Linked DNA regions of Mus musculus: regions 1 and 3 are each linked to region 2. Evidence: chromatin contacts called from public Hi-C data. All regions are on one chromosome and are shown on one strand. Each heading gives the region's core, a stretch centred on a gene start, on an enhancer-like site or on the middle of the called end of the contact. The rest is flanking DNA. Distances are from core to core; before and after follow the strand shown.

Region 1 (4,304 bases), core at 342-2,841, 570 kb before region 2:
CAAACTCTTAATTATATTCGATTTGTACTAATGAAGAACCCAAACCACAAGGAAACTGGCTTCACTTAAATGTATATCGCCTTAAACATCCTTTGCTAGCTACCCTGGTATATTTGTGACTTGGTTCAAAGCTATGGTTTCTGTGCTCACTAACGAGAATTTACAGAGGACCCTGCTTTCTAGAATTTATCCACTATGATTATAAAAATAAATTATTTTTCTTGTTTAAAAATGAGGAAAAAAAATACTGTGAGGTTTACACGAGACACTTCAAAGTCTAGTGGAGGAAAAAGGCAGGAAGTGGTTCTGTTTGTCTAAAACTGTTTAACATTTGAGGCCCAAAGTGATACGAAAACCAAAAGGAATGGTCTCCAGGAGGAAGAGGAACGTTTGATGGTTGGCCTAGTAAAATAAAAGCACACATTAGTGAAACTGAACGCAAAGACAATTCCATCACGGCTGCCGCTCACAGATGAGCCCTCCTGCTGGACTGCCTCCAACCCTTACGGCTGCGCACACTATAGCCACCATGTGTCATCTGCAAACTTTTTATATGGGAAGGGCCAGCCAGCCTTCTTGGCCAAGCTGCCGCCACAAAACCTGCTAGTGATTTGGGTTTCTATGTTTTCTGAAGATGTGCTACTTTGAGGCACAGGATACATGTGCTTGTAGGTTGTCCAGAGAACTCTCACAAAGGACTGTGTGATGAATGTTTTAGGAAAGTCGATCATTTCTTTCTTCCTTCCTTTCTTCCTTTCTTCCTCTCTTTCTTTCTCTTTCTTTCTTTCTTTCTTTCTTTCTTTCTTTCTCTCTCTCCCTCTCTCTTTCTTTCTTTCTTTCTTTCTTTCTTTCTTTCTTTCTTTCTTTCTTTCTCTTCCTTCCTTCCTTCCTTCCTTCCTTCCTTCCTTCCTTCCTTCCTTCCTTCCTTCTTTTCTTTCTTCCTTCCTTTCTTTCTTTCTTTCTTTCTTTCTTTCTTTCTTTCTTTCTTTCTTTCTTTCTGGAGTTGCTTTGTGACACTGAGCATAGTCGCTTTGCAAAGCACACTGCTTTTTGTTATTGTTGTAACTTTAAAATCTGAGCAAATGAATACAGAGTACAGTTAAACACTCCCAGACATTAGGGATAATCTGTCTTTAACAACTTGTGCGCATTAGCTGCCTTTTGATAGCCTCTGGGAGGGTGGGGGAGGGAGAAAAAGCATCATGGGATTGCTTAAAAGAACTGAAAATCTAAATGTCAAAACTGTATGCTTTACACTCAGCTAGAGAAATCCCTGCCTCACCAAAACCACCCACGTTCCAACACCCCCTGTTTGCTTTGGAGACTTAGAAGGAGTTAAAACAGCTTCCTTGGCATCAGATATCAGTATAATAGGCTTTTACTGAGGTAATTAAAATTTGTTTATAATTAATACAGATGAATTGGTTTCTGCACAATAATAGTTAGGAGATTAACAAAGGCCACATTTTGGCAACAGGACCACATTCTTTTCCAAGTGCTGTGGGACTTTCTCCAGTGACTGTCTGTCCAATCCGGCTGTTTCTTCAGAGATGCCATATGGCACAGCTATGCATTTTGACTTCTTTTTTTTTCCTAAAAGGCAGCCATATGACATAACTGATCTTTAAAGCGTTGTCAGAAGGCATTACCTGGGTAGGCTTTGAGCTGCTTTCCAAAACCTTAGCAAGCACAGGGGCTATTAATTATGAGCAAAAGCAGTGTGCATGCACACACCAGAAACTTGGCATTGTTTCCTCCCTCGCCAGAGCTGATCATCTTGCAAGCCATTCTGGCTGGGAAAGCAAGGAGCTGTGCACTCATGTGTTTATTTTGTACTTCTAACAGTGAAGAAAGAATCATTCTACCTTAAAACATGAATTCAATAATTTCATTATGAAGTATCTGTGCTCTTGACTCCAACATGTAAATATTTTGCCACCTTGTAGGTTTACCAGAGAGAGAGAGAGAGAGAGAGAGAGAGAGAGAGAGAAAGAGGGAGAGAGAGAGAGAATGAGAGAGAGAGAGAGGAGAGTGCTGTTGACAGCTAAAAGATCTGATGTTTAGGATGTTATTATTAGAAGACTTTTTTTGTAATAACAGCAGATTTTTGATCAGATGTTTATACTCTGCATATTCAGTCTGGAGAGAAAAAATGTAAATAGCTCAAATATTTTCTTTCTGATTTCTTCAGAAAATTAGATTGTTTTTGGAGCAGACATTCATTCATTTTAAACTTTCTACTTTTGAATTATGCGTAGGACAAGCTTGCCTTCTCAAATGCTCTGTATTGAAGTTTGAGGAACTTTGTAGGCTAGGGAGAGTAAAAATAGAAAAAGGACATCTGTGACATAGGACAACATAGGTAGACATGGTACAGCCTTTCTTCCATGGGCTTATCCCATAAGTCCATTGTAACTTGATCTATTCTGACATTACCTGCTAACTTTTTTGTTTTTTTCTTAAATTTGCTGTGTGTAACTCCTTAAAACTTACCTCTCCCATATTCATTTTTTTACCCCCTGTGTCAGTCTTCAGTCCATCTGTGGTGATTTGAATATGCTTAGCCCATGGACTGGTACTATTAGAATGTGTGACCTTATTGAAGGAAGTGTGTCACGGTGCGGGTGGGCTTTGATACCCTCCTGCTAGCTGCCTGGAAAACAGTAGTCTTCTCCTATTTGCCTTCGGAACAAGTTGTAGAACTCTCACCTCCTGCAGCACCATATCTGCCTGGATCCTGCCATCATAATGAACTGAACCTCTGAACCTGTAAGCCAGCCCCAATTAAATGTTGTCATTTATAAGAGTTGCCTTGGTCATGGTGCCTCTTCATGGCAATAGAAACCCTAAGGCACCACCCTTGTGGCAAATCAACCATCTGAACTCTTTTCATCTCCCATTTCCTCTTATTCTGTGAGCTCTAACACTTTCCACTTTTCTTGCTTCTTACTGGCTCCATTGCTAGGATGCTAGTAGCAAGTACCACCATCCTCCTTTCCTGTTTCCTCAGCAGTCTTCAGTTGTTTTCTTTCTACTCCTGTTTGCCTACAGTCTTTTAATAGAGCAGCTTCAATTTTGTCAGAATAATTTTTAAACCATGTCACTTTTCAGACCAAACTTCCTCAGTGAATCATCCAAACCCTTCCCAGGCCTATGCGACCCTACAGGAGGCTTCTTTAGTCTTCTAAATTTACATCGTAAGCTCTGTGGTAGCTCACACCTGCTGGGTTTCCTTGGCCGGTTATGGTAGGCATAGGGTGTGCATCTTTCTCAGGACTTCTGGTCTGCTGTTGGTGTTTAGACTCATGCTGGCTTGAGAAAACGGATTAGTGAAGTTCCAGGAACTGTGCTAGGTAGTTGTGCAACCACCAGTGACTGACCATGAGCCAAGGCAGGAGTACTGACACCAGAGAAACTGGGAAATTTAAATGTCAGGTTTTCCCATCACATAGAGACTTTCATATATTTAGCAAACTGCCACCATCTTCTGTCTTCCTGGAAGGTTCTCTGTGAGCACCCTCCACTCCCATTCTAGCTCCAAGAACTTCTTCAGGTGCTTGTGTAAGACCTTATTAGGGTGGGCCCTCTGGTGATCCTATTCAAATCCCTTTCTTGTATTCTTTTTATCATTTTTCTCAATTCAGCTTATAATTTATTTACTACCTTCAAGTTTACTGCTTATGTCCATGCAGTAGGCAATGGGATGAGAACATGCATGAATTAATATTCTATCAATGCATCTTCCCGTCTGTCGGTGCCCAAATCATATCCATCAACATTCTGTCTTACCATCTAATGCTTGAAGTGTTAATTAAAAGGCACTGTTTATCTTGAAACTTTCATCAGAAATAACTTCAATCACAGAACGGTTGCAGAAATGATATTAAAACCTCATCTTTTTCTCAGACCTGTGGTACTTAATATTTTCCAATGTCTCATCTGTCTATCCATCATTTTATATTTTTGCCTTGATACGTGGTTTAATTCTTCAGCCTAGGTTGGCCTGAAACTCACTGAATAATAGGCAAGATAGACATCAAGCCATGACCATTCTTCTGTTTCAGCCTCGAAAATACTAGTATTATAAACATGAATGAAGCTGCTGTTAATTTCAGCAACTGGGAGGCTGAGACAGGCAGATCTCTAAGCCTAAGGCTAACCTGATCTAGGCCAAGAACTGTAAGACATTCTGTCTCAAGAAAAAAAGTACAGCCAGTCGTGGTGGCACACACCTTTAATCCCAGCACTTGGGAGGCAGAGGCAGGTGGATTTCTGAGTTCAAGGCCAGCCTGGTCTACAAAGTG
Region 2 (4,446 bases), core at 922-3,421:
TTGAGACAGGTTTTTCACTACAGTGAATACAAGGTAGCAATTTAGTACCTGGTCTATAACAAGAATTATTTATAACAACACTGAATAATGTATAAGTTTTGACTGTGACAATTCTAAGATGTCTTTGGACAGCAATAATGAAGGAGTCTTATTCCAAACACCTTAGAAGCTCGTGAAAGAAATTCCAGTCTAATAGAGTTATGAAGAAGTATCAAATATAAATGAGTTGGTTACATGAGCAGAGAAGCTGTAAGGAGCTCAAACCCCAGGGAAGTGTGGCAGTGAGATGTTCTATTCTGACCCATTACACTGCTCGGATGCTGCAATGTTAGCTAAGGTTTAACCTTTAAATTCCATCCCATAAATTGAGATATATTTCCTCCTTGCATTTAAGAGAGAAAATCAAGGATTTAGGTAATGATAAAAGGCTCTGTAACACTATCATCTCTACTTTTCTGTCTTACATTTTTTCTTTACTATTTTTATGATAATTTCTTTTATTTTGGAAATAGTTATTTTTTTCTTGAAAAAAATAACATAGTTTTAGCTCCTCCAACTCAGAATAAGATGCTAATTAATATTTTAACATTTATAATTGATAACATTTTAATATTTTAAAGTTGTTTTAAAGTGCTTTAATTTTGTCATTATAAATTAATAATATTTTTCATATTAAAAAGTTGTTCAGTTACACAGTTAAAGAATCCAAAACAGAGTAGTTTCCCAGATCACATCAGAAACAAAGGGACAGGATGGAGTCGCCCCGTCAGACTCTTACCGTTTCTTGTTCCTTCTATACATTGTGAGGACTGTTCAGGCTTTGCCGATTCTTCACTATCCCTGTCTGTAAACATCAGAGCGACTTTAATACAAAAATGCATTACTGGTTTCTCAATCTCCTTTGTTGTTGTTTACATTGAAGTTATCTATATATTTCTCTTATTTTTTTCATTGAACAAAGTTTAGAAACCCTTCTAAACTGTTGTTTACCCCCCCCCCCTTCTAACTAGCACAAAATGTTAGCAGCTATGCTTCTATTAAACAGACAACAAATATCAAGCAAATGTGGGTGGGGGATGGTCAACATGATTCATGTCAGAAATATGTGACAAAACGTTGAGGCTACCTGAGATATTTAGAATATTTCTTTAATGACTTCTTGTAGGGCTTGGCACCAAAAATAAAAAATAAAATCTTTAAAAGCCAACTTGCAAACTTAAACTGTGGTTGTTCTATAAGCCAGGCTTGCAAAGTTTGAATGCTAAGACTTGGTTGCAAAGCTAATCACCTAAGCAATTCATCTCTGCTGCTTGCTGTTGTTTCACACCCAGGGTGCAGGCAGGGAAATCCCAAATGGAGGAGATACACAAACAGGCTTCAGTATGCACACACTGCTACCCTGGGGCTGGGTATGTTGCATGTTTGTGTACACATTATATGAATATGTGTAGAGCAAGTGGGATTACAGCTGAAATACAGCAGAACTCAATACACTACTACAAAAAAAAAAAAAGAAGAAGAAGAAGAAGAAAAAAGAACGAAAAAGAAAAAAAAAAAGACTTTATCAGAGCAAACTAAAGGTGCAAAACACCTTTTCAGAGTGTGCTTTTAAATGACCTGCCACAGTGTTTTCTAATTATTACAATGTGAAAATCATTAGAGCAAACAGAAGCAAATGTATTTCCTCACTCGCCTGTTTCCTAATTACAATGTACAGGCTGCAGATAATAGCCCTTTGCTGTTGTTACTATTTAGCAACTTTGAGCCAGTTTTTAACAGCCCACCCTCTCCACTGTACGATGCTATAAATTGCAACACAAGTCAACACATCGGTGTATAATTTCCCCCAAGGTTTTATAAGAATCATTAATATAAAACATTAATGTGGAGAGCCCGTAGTACCCCTCCCCGTCCCATTTTTGGTTAAGAGTTTAAATCTATTGACTTGTAGCTGGCTTTTAAAATGACATTTTTTTCCTCGCTGCCTTTAATTCAATCCAAATTAAAAAAAAAATAAATAAAAAGATGCCAGATGTCATGAGGCCAATAAGCAGGTGGGCCGAAGCTTCTGTACCAATTCAAACTGGCACCGCATCAAACCTGGTGGGTATAACCTTTAATTCACTGCTTCCCTGGCACCAGATCTCGTGCCATCTGCTCAGCCTCGCTAAGCTGTGCATGTTTCTGTGTGGGGACGATGCCAACAATGCAAACTGTCTCCTACATGTGCAGGGAATCATCAGTGCAACTAGTTTTTCGAGACCCATATGGTGGCATCTGCGAAGGCACACTGTCAGCATCGCTGCCTGTACCACCCTTCGAGTTTTAAGAATGGGAGGAGAGAATGCCAGTTTTGTAATTCACTACAGAGAGCCAGGAAGAAAACTTTTGCTTTCCTTCTGGTTGCTTTTATTTGGCATCATTTGACCAGAACACCTGAGGCATAGGAAGAGCCTCGACCTCAGCTCAGAGGCCAAGAACTCCAGAAAGGCTTTGTACCCCTCTCACTCCAAGTTTTCAGACATAGAACGGCCGCATGAAGCCCCTCCGTCGCTGCACCCACACCACAGAAGGCTCTCTTTGAAGAGTCCTTTCTTATTTCCCTTATGATTTCAAATACAGAGATTATCTTGACTTGCTGGGAAATGAAGGAAGATAAAAGAATAGATTTGCTTATCACTGCCCACATTTCACAGATCTTAGAGAACCCGCGCAGTTCTGACCTATGAAGAGTTGATCCTTCATCTGCTTAATGGTTTCAATTATAAGCGGAGCATTGATAATATAAATTCTCTCTCTCTCTCTCTCTCTCTCTCTCTCTCTCTCTCTCTCTCTCTCATTTTTTAGAGTGCTCCAGAATGAGAGATTACTTCCTTGATTCTTAACTACCGATAACTACCGCCTCTCTTATCCCAAGACAAGACAAACACTCCCAGCTTATCTTCTAGAAGACTTAAAAACTTGGACCAATGCTCTATTGCTAAATAGAAAAAAACGAATAGAGTTGTGTTAGTTTTGTTGTTCCTTACCTATTCCCCATAGTGACTATAAATTCCATGGAAATACACATTTTGCTTAGCTTGTTTGCCTCAATGTACGTTCTAATAAGGAATCTAAGACCATTTACTGAACAAGTAAAAAAGAAATAAATGTATTTACAAGCATAGAGAAAATTTCATGTTTAGATAGCCTGATAGGAAAAAATATATTCTAGAAAATATGAGACACAGTCAATCCAATTGAATCAGTGTACAAATGTACTGTCTTCTGTATCCTAACTCTGGGCTGCATACTGTGCTAAGCACTTCACAGTCTATATCTTACTTTATTATTTCAAAAACTATGTTAATTACTGATATGCCCTCCAACACACACCACTGTACAGAAAGAAGTCGCCTGGAAAGAACAGGGTTAATTAGTAGTCAAATCTAGCCCCTTATGATTCTAGAGCCTACATCTTAATTACAACATTAAGCAGTGTCTGCTCTATCAAAATATTTGGTAACTTCAACCTGAATCAAATGAAAAATGTGTCAGATAATAGGTGCATGCTTCTACCATATGTTAGGTTTTGTTCTTAATGTTTTCCAGTTTAAAAACTATTATTTTTATTAATACTGAGAATAGGATTTGTGGCAGGCATGCATTTAACTTAACTTATATTTATTTCAAAGACTGTCATGTCATGTTCCAGTATATATAGAACATTTGTGTCTCATTAAGAACCCAAAATTCTCAAGCACAAAAAGTATAATTCTCACTCTGTTAACACCCACTTCTGATGGCTATGTTTCTGCCTGTGCGGAAACTCCTGGCTGCCGTATTAGTGATCTCAACGCCATCTGGCAAAACCAAGATCTTGAAATATAAGACAGACTCGTTTAGGAAAAGGATCATGAACATTGTTGTGCTGTGTTTATCACACGCATTTGAAAATGTGTGTTTACCTGGTAAACATTAATTATTAAAACTAGGAGAGAATATATTTCCTAAAAGATAGTTAAATTAAAATTATCTGCTTTCACTGATATTAATTATCATTGTATTTAGCTGCATAATTTAAGGAGAAGACTCACTCAAAGACATTGTTCCCCTAAATGAAGCATGTTCCATAAAATCATAGTGAATTCACAAGTGTGCTTTCTCTCTCACTGATGTCTACACAACGTATTTGAATACTTGCATGATGTCCTTCTCTTTGACTAGTTCAGGGCCATCTTCTTCCTTGTTCTTCATCCTTACCCTCCTCCAATTCATATATGCAATTCTTAATGATGCAAGGAAAGAGGGAGAAAGAAGAGAGGGAGGGGTGAAAGGAGGGAAATAGAAAGGAAGGGAGCTTAATGTTAACACCAGCTATAGGGAACATAACTAGGAGAAATTCAGCCAAAAGCCTAGTCTTAATGTGCATTGCTTCTCAATAATTGGTTTTACTAATGCTACAGA
Region 3 (4,634 bases), core at 529-3,028, 630 kb before region 2:
AGAGGCCAGCCGCCATCTCTTCTATAAATGCCTGCTGTAAAGAGCTGGACACAGTCAGACAATTTCTGCTACCTTGTTTGGGGGAAGTGATTGGCAAACACCTGCACCTCCTCGACTGTCAGCTGATGCACAGAGAGACCCCAAGAACTTTGCCTAAGTGACAAAGGAAGAGTGTTTTGTCTGTCACCGTAAGAATCTGAAGGGTGTGTAAACATCAGGGGGTCAAAGACTCCTTGGGGTTGTCCTAGAGGGCCTAAGTGCTAAGCACTAAGATGTAAGGGATTAAAAGGAAACATACCTGAGAGAAGGTTGACTTAGTAGGTGATTAGACAGACGTTATAGAGGCAGAAAGGCTGTTTTGCTTGGATCACTTGCAACTAGATGGACAAGCCCCCTCCATCCTGGGGAGACCATGCTATGTGGTCCTTGGAGAAATCCTACTCTATTGGGCCAGGGGAAGGCAGGGAGCTAGATGGCTATAACACAGCTCTACAGTTCATCTTTGTCTTATGACAAACTCAGTTTGACTTTTTCTTTTTTATCTCTGTTAGCTTATGTGGGTTAATACTGAGCTCTAAAACTAGTGTGAAACTTCCAGCCTCAAAAAAATAATGTCTTCTTAATAAGCCAATCTCTGTGGCATTTTCCTCCATATATATACATACATACATACATACATACATATGCACTGACAATCATTTTGGCAGTTTTTGAAGCAATGTAGCAATGTATTTTATTTTGAATTCTGGTCAACATATGTTATCCAGTGGGTAGGGTGATGCCTATGTTTAATACCAATACTCAGGAGACAGAGTCATGTGAATCTCTGAATTTTTGAAACCAGCCTGGTCTACATAGCAAGTTTCAGGCCAGTCAGAACTGCACAGTAAGACTTTATGAATGGGAGACAAAAAGAGAGAGACAGAAACAGAGACAGAGAGGGAGACACAGAGAGAGAAACAGAAGGAAAGAGAAAGAGAAAAAAAGAAGAAAACCTCAAATATATACACACTCCGCATATGAAAGCAAATATGTCTGTTATTATGTGCACACTGTGTAGGTTTACTAGTATTTGTGCAAAATGAAATCTCAAAAATATCACTTGCTAACAGAAAATAGAACCTGTATCTGTAATTATTATTTGTTTATAATAGTGGCCATGATCTTATACTAGCACAGTATATTTATTATTGTATATCTTTTATAATTGACAACTTTTGACTCTCAGACCTAACATTTAAGAAATTCTAAAATCTGAAAACTGTTTTTAACACACATTGGTTGAACATTATTTTATGTAAATGAGACTTAAATGTACTAATGTTCTTAAAAGTAGATTTCTCTGCAGGAAAAATGGTCTAAATTCTTTCTTTTCAGCTTTTAAATAAAACAACACTTAGGTTCTTAGCCCTAGTGAGGAATCCTAGCTTTATAGACTCTTTTAGCATAAAATATCATCTTCCAATTTAAACAAATTTAAAAAAGAGATCTGTAAAAGACCCACCTGCACACCAATTTGCAAAGAAGTTACCATTTCCATCTCGTTTTCCAACCACAAAACCCACTGGGTTAAAAGAGAAGGTACCTAGCAGCTCAGCCCTATCCTGTGACACAGCTTGTAACACTATATGGAAAACCTTTGTCTCGATGTCATCACCCTCCCATCTTGACTAATGGCTAGTTAGTTTTGTTAAAATGCAAGGGTGATGGCGTATGCTCCAGTGAACTTCCCCTCCTCTCAGCACCAGAGACAAAAACCTGCAGCTCTGCTGTGTGCAGGCAGCCATCTGGACAGCTTTCCCTCAAAGCCCAGCCCACACCACACTGCAGGCAAAATCAGAGGGCTCCAGAGCTCTGTGGGGCTATTCATGACATACCAATTTCACATTTTCTGCTTGTAGGCTTGCAACAATAAATGCTAATGAGGACCATGAATGACAGTGTTAAAGACAATAAAAAGGTCTCCAAATCCCTTGCATATGGAGACACTGTTTTCAAAACTTCACCTTCTGTTACAGCGATGTAAGAATCTAAGGGATTAAAAAAATAATAATAACCTAAGGAAAGCAGTAAGCTGATCAAAGCACAACTGAATTCTTAAGATTGCCAGAGAAAGCAGTCTGTACAAGGCCAGCAAACAACAGATATTACCAACCCCATGAATGCATAAGGCACCGTTAGTCTCTACCTTTGTGTCTTGGACATGAAGCTCAATGAGAAAAAAACCTTTCTGCTAAACACTGACACACCACCACCTTTGAGCCTGAGAAGCAGTTCTGCAAAAATGATTATAATCAGCCCGATGCCTGTCATCATTCTTTGACTTAGTAGTAAACATTCAACGTATTTTTAAATCAGCGAAAATGCAAGCTGGTTCTCTTCTGATAACATCTATCCTTAAAACCAATCCAATAGTAGAGGCTTAGAGGAGTGGAACAAGTTCAAATCCAGGCTAATTTACAGAGCAAGATCGGAACCAGCTGGGGCTCCAGAATAAGTAATACTAAGTGTGGAACTGGTAATGATGGCCCTATGCAGGGGGATTTCATGTGAGGGTTACTTTCGGAATATTCCAAATTTCCGAAAACGAACATACATATGTTTGAACCACATGGATTCTATATAATATACATTTCTTTCAATGCAATGAAATTACAGAACAAAAACCATAAACATAGGAATATTTTAAACACCAACAAGACTCTTGCTATGCTCAGAGGAACTGTGTAGTGGTTAATTCTTTTCATTAACACAGACTTAAACACTTTCAGCAAAATCCACCAGGTGGAGCAAGGACACAGCAATACAAGAGCCCACATTTTTTTTTTCTGATCATATTTTTTTCCTCAGCACTTTTTAATCTCTAACAAACTCCCATCACCTTTTCTCCATATTGCAAATTCTTCAAATCTATACACATACACTAATTTGTTACATTTGTATGTAGATTCAAACTTTAAAAAGAAAAACCCACTTTTAGCTAGAATGAGTTTTATTACCAAATTCCATCCCTAACTGTGCTTTCTCTGTCCAGAGGTCCCAGTATAGCACATCTGCTACAGCACCAAGACAAAATGACTCCAGCGGCGTTCGCACCCATCCGCCCCACCACACTGCTGTATATTGGAATATAGAAAATACAGTAGCGCTTCAAATCTTTGAACCTCAGCTCAGTTCGCTTAGCAAATTCAGCACTTCAACTTACTAAGATTATTCATTTATACCTCATTAACGTTTTCAGAAAGTTTGTCAAGATTGCCTTTTATGTGAAAAGGTCCCTTTTCCACTGCTGTGGGTACACTGACAACAGAACTAGATCACTGGCCCAGCTGGCAACCTGCTCTTGGCCAGAGCAACCCCTACCCATCCTCTCCTCCGCCACACCACCTGTTCCTGTCCATTTCAGCCCAGATTAACAGAGCAAGCTCACCTGAAAACCACAACTAGCCATTTGTCTTTCAGTCTTTCTCAGTCCTCTCTTAGTGAACTCAGTGCCCTGCTGATAATAGCACTGGGCTGTTCTCACCTGCATTCTGAAAAACTATGGGGGGGTCGGGGGTGGGTCGGGTGATAAAACCTAGCAAAACTTGGGGAGCTCAGGAGGCAGGGTGGGGCTTTAGTGAAGAGTCTGTTTGTAGAGAGTGAGTTATGAACACTGACAGTGGCTAAAAGTATATTTTTATACTACTTTCTCCACGTGCATATTGATGGTGAAGAAAAACTCTGAAGGAAAGGCAGGAGGATGCTACATAAATAGACAGGAGCAAACCTGCAGAGAGGGTGCACCAGGCACAGGTGCTTAATGCCTGTGAGCAACAGACCACCAGGCCAGGTCAGTCGCCAGGTACACCAGGCTAGACCAGCTAGTTAAATGATTATACACTTGCCCATGGCGCAGTATACAAATATTCAAACACATATTATTTCCATAAATATTATATGAATACAAAGCTGCTTTTCTAATAATTCCCATGAAACTTCTCTACAAAGTCCAACATGTTTATCACTTTGGGAAAAGCAGTGTAGAGAACTCATTGCCAGGAGTGGAGTTATGTTTGTGAATTCACCAAAAGAACACTTGGGAGAGGATGCACCTAGTCCTACAGAAACTTGATGTGCCAGGGTGGGTGATACCCAAGGGGGGGGGGGGGCTTCCCCTTCTCAGAGGGAAAGTGGAAGGGGTAAAGGAAGAACTGAGGGAAGGGGGATGGGAGGAGAGCGGGATGGGCATTGAGATGTAAAGTGAATAAATAAATGAAAATACAAAATATATGCGGAAAAAAACACTCTTTTTACATGCCCACAACTCTTATTTGTACTTTATGTAGGCAAACACGTTCCAGTAAAGGACAAATGTCCTTCAGACTGCAAGACAGAAGCCTACGGAAGTAGTTGGACAAACCAAATTACTAGACATGAAGTCACACTTTCCACTGATGTTTGACGGAAAAACTAGCAGCATCCCTGCTCCCCACCCACAGGGAGGACACTTCAGTCAGCAGGACAGATAAAGAAGCTGTCAGACTTCCTCTGGGGAAGGTAGCATCTTGTTATAGCCAGGAGGTCTCCCAAATGGCTCTCTCGCCAAGCAAGTCTTAGAATACTTTCCCTATGCAACGCCCCCAAAGCTAGAC

The links. Hi-C and Micro-C count contacts between places; a contact is called where the count stands out from the background.
Region 1: a Hi-C map of cerebellum shows a contact between it and region 2, with 2.1 times the contacts expected there. The contact joins two enhancer-like sites. A contact is called at or near these places in 3 of 484 Hi-C or Micro-C datasets (cerebellar granule neurons, cerebellum and cerebral cortex).
Region 3: a Hi-C map of cerebellum shows a contact between it and region 2, with 4 times the contacts expected there. The contact joins two enhancer-like sites. A contact is called at or near these places in 1 of 15 datasets of contacts at CTCF or cohesin (pro-B cells), 7 of 484 Hi-C or Micro-C datasets (brain, cerebellar granule neurons, cerebellum and 2 more), 1 of 115 datasets of contacts at active chromatin or transcription factors (embryonic forebrain) and 1 of 9 other capture datasets (embryonic tail).

The regions. Positions count from the first base shown.
Region 1 is chr4:13,713,813-13,718,116 of GRCm38.p6, reverse strand. No RefSeq gene overlaps it. Among named protein-coding and RNA genes, the nearest start is that of Runx1t1, 69 kb to the left of the region's middle. Within about 2 kb of position 1,591, at least 21 of the 459 cell types and tissues checked have an H3K27ac peak or open chromatin away from gene starts, as enhancers often do. A contact at or near this core is called in cerebellum, where this site is marked.
Region 2 is chr4:13,144,781-13,149,226 of GRCm38.p6, reverse strand. No RefSeq gene overlaps it. Among named protein-coding and RNA genes, the nearest start is that of Gm46847, 38 kb to the right of the region's middle. Within about 2 kb of position 2,171, at least 20 of the 459 cell types and tissues checked have an H3K27ac peak or open chromatin away from gene starts, as enhancers often do. A contact at or near this core is called in cerebellum, where this site is marked.
Region 3 is chr4:13,776,190-13,780,823 of GRCm38.p6, reverse strand. It overlaps a transcript of Runx1t1 not described here. Among named protein-coding and RNA genes, the nearest start is that of Runx1t1, 6.3 kb to the left of the region's middle. Within about 2 kb of position 1,778, at least 41 of the 459 cell types and tissues checked have an H3K27ac peak or open chromatin away from gene starts, as enhancers often do. A contact at or near this core is called in cerebellum, where this site is marked.